Regions from separate parts of the Mus musculus genome. Here region 1 is linked to region 2. The links are chromatin contacts, called in public Hi-C maps. All regions are on one chromosome and are shown on one strand. Each heading gives the region's core, a stretch centred on a gene start, on an enhancer-like site or on the middle of the called end of the contact. The rest is flanking DNA. Distances are from core to core; before and after follow the strand shown.

Region 1 (2,732 bases), core at 97-2,596, 2.3 Mb before region 2:
TTTTAAACCATTTCTAGGTTCTTAGGAATGATAACAGCACAGGTATTGGCAATGGCCAGTTGCCCCTGCTTTTCTTCATTTGTTCATATTTTTCTTTTTCCCATATGCCTTCAGATAAGCACATGACTCATTATTCATCAGACATTTTTCCTGTCCAGTACATACACTAAATACTGTCACATGTCAGTACTGAGAAGGTATGTTCTTTGAGTTATATTTCCTTTCTGATGGAAATTACGGTACATGGTTTCTACAAGCCTTTGTGGTATCTCAAAGTTACTTTTAAAACTTTTGAATTAGTACTGCAAATCAGATTTAACTCGTAAAACCTTTTGAGATATATTTATCAATTACCATTATTATCAATATTTGAATATCCTTAGAGATGCTCAGCCTGTAACTCTGAAGTCATTTGTTGTGAAACATTTACTTCATGTAACCATTTAATCTATGGAAACAATACTCCTCACATTCAATGATAATCTGTTTATTGTCATTATCATAACATTAAGGTCTGTTTGATAATGTCAATTATTTGTAAGTCAAACAGCATAACCAAACATTGAAACAATGATTACGAATATCCCTTATTTCGCTTTAGAGAAATTTCCACAGTACAAGTAAAAGAAAAGTCACTTACAAATTATAGACAAGTTCCATATACATATTATATATTATTTTATACATATTTGGTATTCACACACATCTATTCACCTAATAACTGGAAATATTTTAAGCACCACAGAATATTAAGCAAAATTAGTGTTTTCTGATATTGAGATTAACAAACGGAATATTATAAGAGAAGAAATAATGAAACAATTAATTACCTTATATTCAAGCTTTATCTTTTTAAAAGTTCAGTGTACTATAACCAACAGTTTCACAAATGGGTATGCAAAAAGGAATGAGTTTTAGAAGCAGTAAGAGACATGATCAATGATAAATCTTTTCTAATTGCACTTCGCTTTGTTTTGAAAAACAACAGCGCTATCCACTGAGAGGCCCAGAGCAACAAATGGATGCAGGGAATTTACTATAAGCTGCAATATAACTACTGTACATTGTCCTTGGACGCAGTCCCCAAACAGTGTCTCCCCACCGCTCTTTGCTCTCAATCTTCACCACGTTGTGCCATTTCTTGTAAGCATTTGTTAGCTTGTCTCTGGGATGGGCTCCTTGGAGAAAGGTCAGTCAAGCAAGCAAGGTTGAAGAGAGCGCAAAGAACTGGCAGTTTTTTCTGAAACTTGCCTCCCATCTTGAGGACCAATGCCCAAAGGACACAGGACCAGCAAATGTTTGAGGCTGTTCTGTAGTCCAGACCTTATACAAAGAAGAAGTGATTCAAATGACTCTGAAGTGTGTACACTAAGGAAGTGGCAACAGCCCAGAACAGCCACTGGCCCTTGCTCAGTGTTCAATCTGCCATCCATATATATAAAAACAAAGTAAACCCACCATGGAAGAAGCATGGAGATTTGGGAATACTATTATTTGCAAGATGCAGATGGTAGATGGGTCTCCCCTGGGAACCTCACCATGAGCTGGACTAGCTCAAATTAATAACATTTTTTCCCCAATTCAGTCGTTACAATTTCACCAGAAGCTTTTTCCATGGCTCTTCAAGGCCCCCTCACTCTTTGATCGCTTCTGCCAGCCAGCATCAGCTATCCAGCATGGCCAGCTGCCTGTGGAGCAGCCTGGGGTTGCCATGGAGACTATGCCAGCATGACAGAGGGAGGGTGAGGTAGATGCCAAGTGTAGCAGGGACACGTGATTGCTAAACCACCATTCTTGAGGTCCATGTGACAGGCGAGCAAGATGCAGGTAGAGGTGAGCAAGAGGAAGTGAGAGAGGAAGGAGATGTTTAAACTGAGCAAGTGTTCCTGGATGTGATCCATTGCTTCTATCAAATGAGACAATATGCTAGGTCTTCGTGAATGTTCAAATATCAAATCTACTGGGGCTGGAAGACGGCTCAACAGCTAAGGGTACTTACTCTTCTTGCAGAGGGCATGTTTGGTTGCCAGCACCCACATGATAGCACATAACCTCCTGTAACTTAAGCTCTAGGAATTCAAGTTCCTGCGGATCTAAGACCTTCTCCCGCCTCCTCTGGCCTATGAATACATGTGATGTCCATAAAACACTCTCATGAACACATATATGTACAAATAAATAAATAAAAATGAAGTGAAATCCATTAATACACTCATCAACCTATCAGCCAAATACACATAAATATGTGTTTACTATATGCATAGGCACACACATTCACACAAATGTCTTTGCTACATATAAGATGGGTCTGGATTTTTTTAATATCTGGGAACAGTAATTCTCAAAAGCCAACAAGATTGGAATGTGTTACCGCTTTATTTGAGCACATTATCATAATATTGATCATCAGTCATGATTCACATTCTATTCTGTGCCATTGACAAATGATGCTTTGACATTTATTTTTCTTACTTCTGTATAAAACCCAAAGCTCTGCCTTATGTACAAACATTCTGAAACCAGGCATGGGTTTGTGGATAGAACTACAGGCTCCAAAGGAATGACCCCTGAATTCAAGGCTCTAAACTACCCAGCTCTCCAAGACTCTTCTGCCTCTTTAAGTGGTTTTCTTAGAGCCACTCACCACTATCCTAGTTCTCTCTGTCTCTTGGCACATGATAAAACTGGATGGCTCTGTAGTCTGCTTTGCCTTTGAAATAAGGCTGTGTAAT
Region 2 (2,700 bases), core at 141-2,640:
GAAGCCACAGAGGGGCATCGTGGAAAACTTATGGAGAGCAGTAGAAGGAGGTGTGAGCTAGAAGCCGATTTCAAGGCGAGTGGTGGGGTCAGAAGGACTACTGACCACTGATTAGGAGGCTGCAGATACAGCAAGGCCACCTGCGGGAATTCCACGGTGGGGTGGAAGGCAAGGGGAGCCAGGCGAGGCTATTTAAATGAATGAAATGCTTGATGTGATAATGGATCAGGATTTCTCTTAACAATCAATCTTGGTTGGGCTGGTATCCATTCACATAGCTCAGGGATCGAGTTTTATCGCTCTGGGTCAATTCCCCGGGCTCTTCTGCAAAGCAGTCTGTGGATCAGGTTGGCTTTACTGAACCATGTGTGCATGTATGCATAAGTGAGAGGCACATATGTAATTAGGGTGGCGTCTGCTGTCAGGCTTTATAGCACACATGCACACAGAGAGACACAGAGAAAGAGACAGACAGACAGACAGAGGCACAGGGAGATGGGGGGGGGGGGGACAGGTTGCCCATGTGATTTATTTTGAATCACTTAGTCAGAGAAATGCAATTTCTCTGTTTGCTTCTTTGTTGGTCTGGGATCAGAAGATTAAGGGTGCCCTTGGCCATATTTCCTTTTTATTTTATGAAACTAGAAGAAGCTGGAACCCCTTTTATAATAATAACCACTATATAATAATAGCCGTTATACAATATAATGCCTTTGGACAACTGGCCTATTATATATTATGAATTAACTTCCAATGTACCATTAATGCATAGTTAAAACATCAACAAAGTCTACTGATTTCTTCGTTCGTTTAAGGCATTTGTAATACTCTTAACAAGCCTTTCATCCTTTGGCAGTTCAGCTTGTCCTGTATACTTTGTGGGTAAGAAATGAAAAGCCAGAGCTATATGTTGACGTTTCCTTGAGTCAGTAAAGCTTGTGCTCTTCTTAACTGTGTGCTGTTATAGGCTGTCACTAATAAGACAGGATGAGTTAGCCAATCAGGTGGTTATTACTAAACATTAGAATCCGCTTTGTCGTTATTTCCATGTGGTGGTTTGTGGACACATCTACATTCCCGGTGCATGTGATTCATCCTCGTGTCCAATCTGGGGTCATATAATTTTGTAAAAAATGACATAAGCATCAGTTGATTGTGCTTGCATTTTTTTATATCTTAGTAAGCATTCTGGTGAAAATGTAACCTTTGTTCTCTAACATTCTTCCATAATTAAATGCATTCACAGAAGATTCCGATCCATTAAAACACTTCCTTCCTGTGACACTGGCGTGAGCTTTACACGGCCACCCCACCCCCACCACACACACCTCGCTAGCACTGCCTCCCTGCAGTGGAGCAGCATCCTGCAGGCTCTGCGCTGGAGCGGCTTGCTCAGACAGGGTGACGTCACCCTCTCTGCCGGCAGTGCGAGGGCGGGGCCACCGCACAGATGTGGAGTTTTATCTCCTGCCCTTTGTGTTCCGGAGCTCTGCCAATTACCTAATGAGTAAAATTCGGTAATTACCACCAAGGCTCGTCAGTAAGAGCAGCTACCAGCTTACTATTTAACATTTTTGCTGTGGTTGCTTTAGAACGCTGCCTTAGTTATTAGTCTTACTTGTAGCATAACCTGTGCTTCCGTCAGCCATGCTTCAGTCTTTCCCACAGGCGATTTTTCGGTTTAATAAATGTAAGGTGGGGGTAGCTGACAGGCTCTGAGACCTACGAGGTGGCTGGGAAGCAGTCTGTGGGTGACTGACAGACAATTCAGAACAAGGCACACGGGCAACTTTATCAGGAGCTCTATCTGTGGAGGAATAATAGGGCTCTTAAATACCATGTTTTCCTAAAAGAAAAAAAAATTAAGTCAGCGAATGATTATGTGAAATTCAAAATGATTAAAATCTGCTAGAGGTCCTGAGTGGATTACCAAAAGAAGCTGTTTTAGTTTTAAACTTACTCTTTTTAACACACACACACACACACACACACACACACACACACACACACACATATATATGTATGTATATGTATATATGTATATATTGTATATGAGTACACTGTAACTGTCTTCAGACACACCAGAAGAGGGCATCGGATCCCATTACAGATGGTTGTTGTGGTTGCTGGGAATTGAACTCAGGACCTGGAAGAACAGTCAGTGCTCTTAACCACTGAGCCATCTTCCCAGCACCAAAAATCTTACCCTTACCTCAGATAATTAGCTTCATCTTAGGTCTTTGTGCACATGTACACGGAAAGTGCTATTGGGTCAACGAGCTGAGTGATGAGTGAGCGCTCACACAACCTGGAGATGTCCCGTGGTGCGGCTCCTCCTGGGAGCAACCAAGATGGAGGGCTGCTGCTCCTTTATTGTTGGTTGATGTTAAAAATGGAAGGCCACCGTGGTGGTCAGTGAGCTCTGTGGCTTGCTGGGAACGGTTCTGTTGGAGTGGCACCGCAGCCCTGACACAGAGTCTGATGACCAAAAGGGCACAGTTGATCTGACCACTGCGCTGTTGGGTTGTTGACATTCCAGCTCCCCCCACCCCCATTCACCCAAAAGATTTCCCATTGTCAGAGACAACTGTGGGATCTCTCCTCCTGGAGCAAAGAGGGTAATTTTCCCTCTTACAGCTGTAATCATGGTGTGACTGAAGGCTAAATACCCAGAGCTGATCTTTTACAGACTGAAATAGA

Evidence for each region. Hi-C and Micro-C count contacts between places; a contact is called where the count stands out from the background.
Region 1: a contact with region 2 is called in a Hi-C map of cerebellum, with 2.0 times the contacts expected there. The contact joins two enhancer-like sites. A contact is called at or near these places in 1 of 39 promoter capture datasets (hippocampal neurons), 1 of 484 Hi-C or Micro-C datasets (cerebellum) and 1 of 115 datasets of contacts at active chromatin or transcription factors (astrocytes).

The regions. Positions count from the first base shown.
Region 1 is chr15:30,191,100-30,193,831 of GRCm38.p6, reverse strand. All of the region lies in intron 1 of Ctnnd2 (catenin (cadherin associated protein), delta 2), which reads right to left. Among named protein-coding and RNA genes, the nearest start is that of Gm31953, 19 kb to the right of the region's middle. Within about 2 kb of position 1,346, at least 29 of the 459 cell types and tissues checked have an H3K27ac peak or open chromatin away from gene starts, as enhancers often do. A contact at or near this core is called in cerebellum, where this site is marked.
Region 2 is chr15:27,922,486-27,925,185 of GRCm38.p6, reverse strand. The region is part of intron 1 of Trio (triple functional domain (PTPRF interacting)); the gene reads left to right. Among named protein-coding and RNA genes, the nearest start is that of Gm29975, 71 kb to the left of the region's middle. Within about 2 kb of position 1,390, at least 298 of the 459 cell types and tissues checked have an H3K27ac peak or open chromatin away from gene starts, as enhancers often do. A contact at or near this core is called in cerebellum, where this site is marked.